Linked DNA regions of Drosophila melanogaster: region 1 is linked to region 2. The links are chromatin contacts, called in public Hi-C maps. All regions are on one chromosome and are shown on one strand. Each heading gives the region's core, a stretch centred on a gene start, on an enhancer-like site or on the middle of the called end of the contact. The rest is flanking DNA. Distances are from core to core; before and after follow the strand shown.

Region 1 (5,915 bases), core at 558-3,057, 42 kb after region 2:
ACAATTCCAAAATACCACTTCATCCGGATATGATAAGGACAATAAATTTATTGCACTGGTTCCAAGGAACACCAATAAAGGGGCCAATAAAACTCCAAACTCCAGCGTGCCATTGATGTCCAAATTTTGCGAACAAATTAAGTCGCACTTCCACTCTGTCCTGCCGACACGAAACCTACTCTGTTCAAAATCCCCAATTCCGATGGAAAAGGAACCTGATCACGGTGCAGATTTGCTGTTGCCACGACCAGTTTTCAATAACCTGGAGAATGAAGTTAAAGTCAAATGCTTCAAGCCTTCTGAGCTAGCTAGAAATCCCAAACCGCCTATTAGGATTTTTGGCATAACAGGCTTCTTTGTCCTAACTGGTACCAATGCTCAGTTGTCTTTTCACATCGGCCAACTTGCGATCAGAGGCGTTAGTGTCCAATCATGTATACATCTGCAAACCGAAATGATGGATAAGGTGGAGGAACAACTCGCTAAGCTGACTATGGACCGCAAAAGAATCCTCAACAAAATGCATAACAAGCATGCAACACTTGCACAACGTCGAGCTCCGCCAGAGACACATCATCAGGGTAAAAATTAAACATAGGCATTGACATTAAAATTAAATTACAATGTAAATAAATACCGAAACCGGAATAAAAATGTAGCTTTAGAAAGCCTTAACACGTGTCATAAATGACTTAACTTAATCATTTAAACAAGATTTCTCTAAAACTATGTCATGAATTGCACAATTTAACTTCATGTTTTGCATTACAAAGATTTTTTCTTTGGGCTGGGAAAGGTTGTCGATATATTCAAAATTATGTTTATATTTTCCTGATAGTTGTTGCTTAAAACTATTATAGTTTAGTTGAATAGTTTTAAATTTAAGTTCCATCTACAATATATTGATGTAAATACTGTGGCCGCAATATTGAAAGCCTGCACGAAAGGTGTTTTTTGACACTAGATACCAAGATTTCCTAAATGGTAAAATTAACATTTCGAAAATTGAAGCAGTCACATACCCTCTACTATACGATTGACGGGTGTAAATGATTTTAATCAATCTTCAGCGCCTCTGCATCACCTACACATGGACCTGGAACACAAAACACAATAGTTTTAGCCAACGACAACAATAACAAACATGCCCACACAACGACGATGGCGGAAAGAAGAAGCAGCAGTAGCAGCAACAGCACATGTTTGCCCCAACCACGTGTATGTGTATGTGAGCCACGATGGGCGCGTGTGCGTGTAAATGCCGCCACGCCATGTGCTTTTGATACTGCACTCCTTGGCGAAAAGCAATCGAGTTGAATGAATACGTTTCGCAGGTCTTGCCTATCACCTTGGCACTTTGGTTTCGAAAGCCTTTCTCCCCAAAGCTCAGCGGATTCGCTATCGCATTCGCGATGTCCAATCTGTGGCACGCGCCTAGCAATATTACCTTCTGAGCTTCCGTTGTGGTTCCGGATCACCTATTTCACTCGAAAAAGGGCTTCCCCAGCCGAACGCTTGTTCGTTCGGATTTTTGCCGCCGTCTGCTTTAACCTCACATGTTGAGCGCCGCGTCTGCAGCACTAACACAAGCACACAAGTCCGGTGCCCAAAAGGGCTTTTTCTTGCGGCAGTCAAACTGCGTCTTTCTGTTCCGCCCGAAGATCACGATCACCCGCGGTTTAAGATGGGCCAACGTCACTGCACTCCAAAGCAACCCGCAATCACTTTATCTCATGAGTACCGTATAGCACATTGTCCAAAATTTGTTCACGTGGACCGAGATTCGCGGCAGCGGCACAGACAGTGTGACCAGGGGCGCGCACCGCGGAGGATCCGCGAGGCCATGGCATTAGTGCCAAGTTCGCAAGAAAATACTAGTTGAGTGTGCGAAGAAGGCGCGGGCTCATATTATCGAGGCAAATTTTCAGAGGCAGAATATTTTTGTTTTGCTTGCTATAAAAGCTTTTCTAAATTTACTCGAATTTATTCCCAACGAATATGGTTTTACCTAAGAAAGATGTCACTTTTTTAAAATAAGTCAAGCGTATGTGATAATACAATTTACAATACTTTTGAATGCATTTTTTATTTATGGGCAATTAAAAAACCTAATGTTAAAAAGCCACGCTTCCAAGAACGAACTTTGTAAAACTATAGAAGAACCCGCATTTGTTTAGTTTGCAAACTACATTTTAATGTAGTTTTAGCTCTGTCGAAATATAAATTTAAAGGGACTGGTTTATAAATCACTGTACGTATAAGGGAAGCTTGGTTCATCCTGAAATCTGATAAATAAGAATTAGAATTTTTGAATTAAACCAATAATAACCACTTTTCATTTCTTTGATTCCCAAGGTTCTCATTCGACAATTTCACTTTTCAATTTTTTAGAACATAGTTATTTTATTCGAAAGTACTTTAATTAGTATCGGTCCTACAACCATCTCAATTTTAACTATCTGGCACAAGCTTTGGATAGATAGATATAATATACCGGCCGACTGAGCTCTACACCAATAAAGTACAAGTCGGATGAAATAAAAACTTATTAAGAATATTATGCTGGGTATATACGATGATGAAAATAAAAATTAACGACGCTTAACGCTGGTCCACTCGCCATCATCGCCAGCTTTGTTCTCTGAAAGATGTAACGCATTGATAAGAATGGAAATTAGGTTTGCTGCTGAGATTACTTACCCTTTTCCTGGGCTTGATCGCGCTTAGCTGCTGGTTTTTCCTCACGGGTCGCAGGAGCAGTACGCCAGTTTCCGCCTACTCCGCCACTGGCTGCCTCCTTAGGAGCAGAGCCGCGTTGATCGCCACGAGTCTCGCGCACATCTCGGTCGCGCCTCTCAGCTGGGCGACGGGTTTCCCGATCAGCGTGGCGTGGAGCGTCGCGCCAGTTCCCTCCAGTTTCCCGCTGAGGCTCGTCGGTACGACGCGCCCCGTCGGCGCGGCGGAATCCACCGCGCTCATCGTCACGATCCCGGCGAGGACCATCGTCACGGTCACGCCGAGGCCCATCATCCCTGTCGCGACGAGCCCCATCAATGCGGAAATCGCGGTCACGTTCTCCGCCACGCCGCCACTTGTCATCGCGCGATTGCGGAGCGCCACTGTCTTTGGGAGCAGCTGCACGCTGTGAATCTGGCTCTCGTCGCACACGCCAAGAGGAGTCCGCTCCCTCGTTGTCCTTGCGGTCACGGTCACCGCCTCGTTCAATGCGCTCTCCACCACGCTCGAGGCGTTCTCCACCGCGCTCGATCCGTTCTCCTCCGCGCTCGATACGCTCGCCACCACGGTCGTTGCGTTCACTGGCCGCAGGTGCAGCACGACGCCACTCGCTGGATCCGCCGTTAGATGCGCTTGGACGGTCACCGCCTCGAGGACGCCATGTGTCACGGTCCTTTTCAGTGCGTTCGCGCTCCGAGGCCAACTCCCTGGACAGGCGGTCTCGATCTTCCTTGATTTTACGCTCAGCTTCCTCCTCCTTGGCACGCTGCTTTTCGTATTGGGCACGACGCTTTTCGTCCTCAGCCTCACGCTCCAAACGGCGGGCTTCTGCTGCGGCGCGCTCTTCGGCAGCCTGTGCCAAGCGAATCTCTTCCTCCTTGCGAAGACGCTCCTCCTCTTTCTCGCGAAGGAAGGCCTGTCGGCGCTCCTCGCGGCGTCGAATAATGCGGTCGGCTAAGCGCTTTTTGCGCTCTGCCTCCAGAGCAGCCTCAAACTTTTTGAGCTTTTCGACGTAGAGGGAGGCACGTTCTTTTTTAAGGGCCTCAAGGAATTCATCCCGGTCCGGATACATGCGCTTGAGACGCTCCTGCTGGGCGACGGCATCCTTCCGTTCGGCAATGGCATTCTCGATGCGTGTCTTCTCGGTTGCTTCCCAGAACTCCTTGTCCTTAACCTGCTTTTCGGCCAAGTATTTTTCGAAAAGCGGTATCTCCTCCAGGCGCTTGGCGCGTTCGAAGTAGTCGATTTTCTTCTCTTGCGATTTGAGTTTCGACTGCAGTTCCTTGGCCTCGCGCTGAAGTTCCTCGCTTTCCCGCTTGGCGATCTGCTCGGCGTCCAACTTCTTAATGCCTTCCTCATCCAGCTTGGAAAGCATCTTCTTACCATGAGCCGTCTGCGAGATTTGCTGAACCTTCTCCTTGAGACTCTTCTCCCGGATGGCTTGGATTTCGTTCTGATGGCGCTTGCGCTCTCTTTCTTCTTGCTCCTGCTCGAGGCGCTTCTGTTCGGCCAGTTTGGCCTTCCGCGATTCCTCCTCCTGACGCCGCGCCTCTTCCTCTTCACGAGCATTATTCTGCTTCTCGATGTACTCCTTTCTGTCCTCGATGATCTTCTGTCGCTGAAGAATACGCTGGTGCTCGCGATCCTTGATCTCATGGTAATGGTTTACCATCTGGTTGCGGAGCTTGGCCCGCTGGTCACGTTCACGGTTCGGGTAGACGATTGAAACTGCCCGTGTCAGAACAGTAGACATATTAACCAACTGAGAGCGGATCTGTTCCGAGGGCATCGATTGCAAAGCGGGTCCGTCGGGGCGGTACTCGCGTTGACTCTCGGTCAGATCAGTGCCGAAATAGATACTGTTCTTCTGGTGGTCAATACGAATCTGCATGTCATTGTGACGCACGGACTCGACCAGCAGTTTTTCCAATTCAAAAATGTTGCAAAAACTGGCCAGCTGCAAGAGACGCTGGAACTTAATACTCTCATAAACCTGAGAGATCTGACGAATCAGACGCATTATAGTCACGTCCTTCAGCGATTGAATGTAAGGAGTGAGCAGAGCGTTTTCGGGCCCGTTCTCAATGAAGTCCACGATAGACTGAATGCGCTTGCACAGATTCAGTGGGTTGAAATCCACCTCCAACCAGTTGTATAGATTGCGAAAGTCCTCAGATACGAGTTGAGGAACATTCAAGCGCACCTGTGTTTATGAATTAGTCATAAGTCATTACTATATTGCGTGATACTTACCACTTCACGAATAAGGGAGACGCGAGTAGGTGGCTGGGGCAGGCCCAAAAGCACGGCCAACTTCTGCGCCTTCTCCAGGGGGCTCTTGTCCGCCTCAATAAACCTGTCGAACTCTGGATGGGCCGAAGGCAACGGAATAGAAAGAGTGGCCAGGAGAACGTGGGCAGCCATACGCTGCAAGTCGTCCTTCGTCAGGTTCTTCTTCAGCTCGCGCGTCAGCTGGAAGAGCTTCAGCAGCGCTGCAGCGTGGAACAACTGGTTGCCGGCCTTGCTAAAGACCATGGCTAATTTTTGGTAGTAGTTGGCCATGGTTTTGGGCACGGGTGTCTTCTTGGACAGAGCCATCAGGCCATGGATATCCTCGATTGCCTTGTAGGCCTCTTGCCACAGCTCCATCTGGATGGCCGAGTCAAGAAGGTACAACCTGGTGTCCAAGCAGAGCTGCTGCGTTTCCACCTTGTTGATCGAGACACCGGTGGTCTGGTTGCTGCTCTTGCAAATGTCCTCCAAGTGTTTGCGCAGCTTGTCGCACAAGCGGCGAAACTCGCTCTTGCGGTTGTACTTAAGGCAGAACTGGAAGGCCATGCGAGCGATATCGTGGTACAGCGCCTCGCAATGCGTGTTTACGCGCAGCAGCTCTAGACACTGGCAGTAGGACTCCCACAGGAACTTGACCCACGGGAGCAGAATAGTGCGGTCGGAGCGGTCCTGTGCGTCCTCGCCACACACTGCGCTCATTAGGATGCTCTCTGGCGTGGCAATGTTGTCCAGGTCATCCAGCTCCAGAACAGCAACGGCCGCCGAGGACTGGGCTTGGGCAGCCTCTGTGTGCTCTTCGGCCATTTTCAGGTAGCCGCGGATTACATTTTCCAGAGAGTTCACGTTCACCAGCTGGAACATGTTCCGGTACTGGAATAGTCCCTCCT
Region 2 (6,434 bases), core at 2,530-5,029:
ACTTATGAAGAGCATATACATCAATATTCAAATGCGCCCACAATTTACCATACCTCTTAAAGACATGATAAAAGACTACAACAGTGACGTGACTTTCATTTGCGAGGCATTTGCAATTCCGGACGCGAATTACACGTGGTACAAAAATGCCGAACGACTCGACCCAGCGAATATTAATCGCGACCGATACATTATCCAAGACAATGTGTTAACCATTAAATTTCTAGAAAAGGATAAAGACGACGCAATGTACCAATGTGGTGCCCAAAACCAACTGAAGACCTCCTTCTCTTCGGCGCAGCTCCGAGTGCTGTCTATGAAACCGTCCTTTAAAAAGCATCCCCTTGAATCTGAAGTCTATGCTGTTTACAACGGCAATACGACAATTGTGTGCGACCCGGAAGCCGCTCCACGCCCTAAGTTTCAATGGAAGAAGGATGGACAGGTGATTGGCTCGGGAGGCCACCGGCGCATTCTGCCCAGTGGTACCCTGACAATATCACCCACGTCGCGGGACGATGAGGGCATTTACACATGTATTGCATCAAACCAAGCCGGCACCGACGAATCGCACGCGCGTGTTATTGTATTGCGTAAGTAGAAAATGTCATTCATATGCAATATACATTTTTTTTAAAAAGTAATTTTATTTTGTCAAAAAACCTACTTGTGTTTCCTCAATTGGATGCAAAATGATTTTATTTAAAAAAGTTAATTTATATATAGTTTATAAATAATATATATTTACTTTGATAAAACGCATTGTTTAGAGAACTTTTTTAAAATTGTTTTTAATGCACCTATCTTTGTTATTGTCTGAGTAGCATAGTAAGAGTAAAATGACTAATACATAATAAACTAATTTAGTATTTAAATACTTGAAATTTTATCAAGACTTATGTAAACCTATTTATTCAAATATTTACAGAGGAAATTCGTTTCATTGAAACGCCTCCACAACGAATCGTTTCTAAGGAACACGACTTAATCTTCTTGCATTGCGAGGCCGCCTTTGATGAACTCCTCGACATTGCTTATGTTTGGAAACACAACGGCGAAGTCCTAAAAAACAATCACGACGGCACCGGACGCATTGTAAGTTAATGTTCTGAAATCTGCACTAAACCTGTCCTTATATTAACCTTTTTGTTATTGCAGATTGTAGATTGGAACAGATTGACAGTGCATAACACGAGCATGCGCGATGCCGGGGACTACGAATGCGTTGTCAAGTCGGCGGTAAACGAAATTAGCAGCAAGACCAGTGTTTCTATTGAGGGAGCTCCTGGCGCTCCTGGTGGTGTTCAAGTCATACAGATAAGTAAAACGAAGGCCATCATTGAGTGGGTGGACGGATCGCACAACGGTCGTGCGATCCGCTACTACAACATCCTAGGCCGTACAAACTGGAATCGCACCTGGGTTAATGTGTCGACCCATGTGCAGGCGCGAGAAGTAGATCGATACACCTCTCGCCAGCAAGCCGAGGTTGTCAATCTGACGCCGTGGTCGGCTTACGAATTTAGTGTTACTGCTGTAAACGATCTGGGAATCGGAACGCCCTCGGCCCCCTCGCCAATTTACAGCACCTATGAGGACAAACCATACATAGCCCCGAGGAACGTGGGTGGTGGAGGTGGAAAGATTGGCGACCTAACTATCACCTGGGATCCGCTTCTACCGCAAGAGCAGCATAGCCACGGCATACACTATAAAGTGTTTTGGAAGCTCAAGGGAGCCATTGAATGGGCATCTGACGAAATAAAAAAACAGGATCACATGGGCGTGGCTGTGGTTAATATTCCTCTTAATAACTACTATACGGAGTACGAAGTCAAAGTCCAAGCCATTAACAGTGTTGGCAAGGGACCGGAGAGTGAAATAGCTGTCATACACTCCGCTGAGGACATGCCACAGGTGGCTCCTCAAAAGCCCATTGCGCTCGCCTACAACTCCACATGCTTTAATGTCACTTGGCAACCTATAGACATGTCCCGTGAAAACATTCGTGGCAAACTCATTGGCCACAGGGTATGGTTACTGCACTTAATTCCATTGCATTGTCAAAAACCCTTATCTTTCACCAGTTGAAGTATTGGAAAACGACGCACCAGGAAGAAGACTCGGTATACTACCTGTCACGTACTACAAGGAATTGGGCGCTTATCGTAGGTCTACAACCAGATACTTACTACTTTGTTAAAGTCATGGCTTACAATGCTGCAGGTGAAGGACCTGAAAGCGAACGCTTTGAAGGTGTGTAACGAACAGTTTAAAAAACCATTTAAAGAAAATGCTTAAACACCATGCTTTTTAGAACGAACATATAGAAAGGCCCCGCAAAAGCCGCCATCTTCGGTTCACGTGTATGGAATAAACCCGTCTACCGTGCGGGTTGTTTGGAGATATGTTTCACCTTCGCAAGACGAGGAACCAGTAGAGGGTTATAAGGTACAACTCCCGGCACCGTGACCAAGAAAATCGATTACAGTTTGAAACTTTCTAGGTTCGCATTTGGGAATCGGACCAGAACATGATTACGGCCAACAATACCATAGTGCCAATCGGACAGAAACTGGAGTCGTACATCAACAATCTGACGCCAGGGAAGAGTTACAACATGCGAGTCCTCGCATACAGCAATGGAGGAGACGGTCGCATGTCCAGTCCAACTTTACACTTCCAGATGGGCAAGACCACGCGCAACGGCGCAAATACCCGACATGGCCACAATATCAATACGGCTCTTATCTTAAGCACATTGCTACTCATTAGCACCTTTCTTTACACAAGCCAATGAATGCAGCACAAATTAAGATCCATAACTTTAGGCAGTAAGAACATACATATACTAAGAAGTGACCTTATATTTGAGTAAGTGAAGTTATAAAAAGAACTACATTCCATCCGTGCTCTCTTGCAAGCCCCTTAATTGATACAAATGCAATTCCGTCCATTTTATAGACTTTTATCAAAAAATAATTTCTAAAATTTTATCAACAAAATAAATATGAATACCATTATATGGTCCAGTATGTTGCTGAACTAAAAATAACAATATCCCTATTTTTTTACTTGGAATAATGAATTATGAATTAATTATGAACGTGTGCCCCGGTTGGCCATATTTATGTCCCTTTTTGTTCACCTGGTAATACTACTCCTGCATTTTATACCCGATACTCGTGAAGTAAAAGGGTATACCAGACTAGTTAAAAAATATGTAGCAGGTAGAAGAGGTCTTGATCAGGATCGATCTGGCCATGTCCGTCCCTATGGACGTCGAGATCTCAGAAACTATCACAAATCAAAATTAATTATTGTCCAAAAATATCAAAAAGAACTAAGAACTAAGTGTTTATTTTTGGTTTTTCGATTATTTATTTTGCTGCTATTTCATCGCCCGCGTAAAACGGGCGGACATGGCTATATCGACTTGTCTGTTTTTACTGATTAAGAATATTTAATACTTATATATATGTATACGTAAATGTCTATTCGAATTTCCTTTCTACCAGGTACCCGGTATTCTTCTACAATTACAAACGAAAGCCATCTATCGGTGGGGTTACATTTATTGCTCACAACGCCGGAATATGTCATTAATGAAAAAAAAAGTTTGGTTTTTTCTTACTTTGCGTTAAAAATTAGTGCAGTATTGCAAATGGCTAGCTATTTTCCGCATACGGAAATACCACACAATACCAATCGGCTTCGGGAATCCCCCTAATATTACATGACGAATCTAATATGGTGCTGCGGTCCTCCTCGGTCACACTGAAATACTGCGAGCAGCGAGCAGTAGCTGTGGGCATTGGCAAAAACATAGAGAGAGAAGATAGATGCAAACATGGTTTTATAGCGGAAATCTCATACAATCGCACTGGACATCTGGGAACTTGAACCATCGACCTGCCACAGGCAAAGGCTTTCCCGTAAGGTTATCCTGGGTAGCTAAGGGAACACCATGGCGTATGGCTGGAACGGATGCGGAATGGGCGTGCAGGTGAACGGAAGCAACGGCGCCATAGGTTTATCCTCGAAGTATTCTCGCAACACGGAGCTGCGACGCGTTGAGGACAATGACATTTACCGGCTTGCCAAAATACTAGATGAGAACTCATGCTGGCGCAAATTGATGTCGATCATACCCAAGGGCATGGATGTGCAGGCCTGCAGCGGAGCCGGATGCTTGAATTTTCCGGCGGAAATCAAAAAGGGATTTAAGTACACTGCGCAGGACGTGTTCCAGATTGACGAGGCTGCAAACCGACTACCGCCGGACCAAAGCAAGTCGCAGATGATGATCGACGAGTGGAAGACCTCTGGCAAGCTCAACGAGCGGCCCACGGTTGGGGTATTGCTCCAACTTCTGGTGCAGGCAGAGCTCTTCAGTGCGGCAGACTTTGTGGCACTAGACTTCCTAAATGGCAAGTATGACTATGTTTGCCTTAAACTGACAAAACTAAAAAAAGTGTATCCACTGACTTCTCTAGAGTCCACCCCTGCCCGGCCTGTTGACGGTCCCGGTGCGCTCATAAGCCTTGAGCTGCTGGAAGAGGAAATGGAAGTGGACAACGAGGGGCTGAGCCTCAAATACCAGTCAAGCACTGCCACTCTTGGGGCAGACGCTCAAGGTAGCGTTGGCCTGAACCTGGACAACTTTGAAAAAGACATTGTGAGGCGGGACAAGAGTGTGCCCCAGCCGTCAGGAAACACCCCTCCCATAGCGCCACCTCGACGACAGCAAAGGAGTACTACTAACTCCAACTTTGCAACATTGACAGGCACCGGAACTACGTCGACGACCATCCCGAATGTGCCCAATCTGACAATTCTCAATCCCAGCGAACAAATTCAGGAGCCAGTGCTGCAGCCACGACCGATGAACATCCCCGATCTGTCTATACTCATTTCGAACTCTGGTGATTTGCGGGCAACTGTGTCGGACAACCCAAGCAACAGAACTAGCTCAACGGATCCGCCTAACATTCCGCGAATCACTCTTTTAATTGATAATTCTGGAGATGTAAACTCTCGACCAAATCACGCTCCAGCGAAAGCTTCAACGGCTACCACATCAACGGCGAGCTCAAACAACTTGCCAATGATAAGCGCCTTGAATATAAGTAAAGGCAGCAGGGAGACCTTGCGTCCTGAGAGCAGAAGCAGCTCCAGCAGCTTGAGCAAAGATGATGACGATGATAACGATGGTGAGGAGGATGGAGAGGAAGAGTACCCAGATGCCTTCTTGCCAAATCTGAGTAACTCAGAGCAGCAGAGCTCAAACAATGACTCCAGCCTGACAACGGTTACTGGCACCAGTGGTGATAACAGCTTTGAGCTAACCAACGACTCCAGCTCCACCTCAAACGACGATTACGCTTGCAACATTCCAGACTTGAGTGAGCTGCAGCAATAGATAAAAGCACCGACCATCGGCGGAGATGACATTCCGTTCGATAACTTATGCAACCCAGATGTATTCATTTGGCAGCTGGGTGTGGACCTTCTTATGTTATGCATGAGGTCCAACTAGAATCTAAGATTCAGTGCACGATTTGTTCATATCACGTCTGTAATCGTGACAGTACATGACAAGTACGGCAATATCAAATATTTCCGTTTCAAGAAAGCCATAACCCAATACCAAAATTTAACAAATTTTGTATACTTACGAAATACTCCTTCATTTTCTAGTATAAATTTCCTTAAACGCATAATGGGTTTCTGTGACAGTTTTGTCTTGGGACAAACTGCGATCTTATGACATTTTTCGTTATTAATTGATTGTTGCCTAAAATATTTCACAAGTACGATATAATGGCTAAATACAAATAAAATATTTTTGAAAACATTGTCTGTTTTTCTCGACGTTCATACTGATAATATACCACATGACCGCTTAAGTCAAAGCCTTTTTCAGGGCTGTAAGTTCAAGAGTTTAAGGCGACTGTTTTTTCTCGGTGAAAAAACTTTAGGTTTTTCAAATGAACGAATGCATTTTGTATGTAATTTTTGTACTATTTTATTTATGTGCACAGGTTAGTTTCGTTTAGTTACTAAATTAATACACTGTTGTCCGTTCCAAAATGTACACTTACCTTTCTCCTCGGATGACATGTCCATTGCCTTTTCCGTATAACTGCAAATTTTTGATTTTAATTGTTTTATTTTTGTTGTTCGAAACAGCAAACAGTATTACTCCACATTTGCTCTAATGCCCCGTGCCCGTGGCACGCAGAATAGTCGATCTTCAAACTGCTGACAATTAAAAATGTCTCGCACCTTGTTTTTATTTAAATTCTCATTTGCTATGGCGGGCGCGGTACGATATTGGTCCCGTGCTATCGCGTACCATTCATAATATCGATATCTTAAGAACAATAATCGGGAATTTGTTGGACACCTCTAGTGTTCGACGAAACCACTGA

The links. A called contact is a pair of places that touch in the nucleus more often than the background predicts.
Region 1: a Hi-C map of the Kc167 cell line shows a contact between it and region 2, with 2.5 times the contacts expected there. The contact joins the promoter of srl here to the promoter of tub in region 2. A contact is called at or near these places in 42 of 107 Hi-C or Micro-C datasets (the Clone 8 cell line, the D17-c3 cell line, the Kc167 cell line and 11 more) and 2 of 6 datasets of contacts at active chromatin or transcription factors (both in the Kc167 cell line).

Annotation. Positions count from the first base shown.
Region 1 is chr3R:4,427,528-4,433,442 of dm6, forward strand. It overlaps srl (spargel), which reads right to left and starts at 1,808. Exons shown (of 7, transcript NM_168996.5): 1 at 1,448-1,808. It overlaps CG31525, which reads left to right. Exons shown (of 1, transcript NM_168998.3): 1 at 1-673. The coding sequence ends at 592. eIF3a (eukaryotic translation initiation factor 3 subunit a) reads right to left here. Exons shown (of 4, transcript NM_168999.3): 2 at 4,990-5,915; 3 at 2,701-4,939; 4 at 2,271-2,641. The coding sequence ends at 2,592.
Region 2 is chr3R:4,383,963-4,390,396 of dm6, forward strand. It overlaps tub (tube), which reads left to right and starts at 3,780. Exons shown (of 2, transcript NM_001202235.2): 1 at 3,780-4,430; 2 at 4,497-5,851. The coding sequence starts at 3,968. The coding sequence ends at 5,422. It overlaps Cont (Contactin), which reads left to right. Exons shown (of 8, transcript NM_141204.4): 3 at 1-593; 4 at 929-1,095; 5 at 1,159-2,031; 6 at 2,088-2,256; 7 at 2,318-2,451; 8 at 2,507-3,056. The coding sequence ends at 2,800. CG14646 reads left to right here and starts at 6,404. Exons shown (of 2, transcript NM_141205.3): 1 at 6,404-6,434.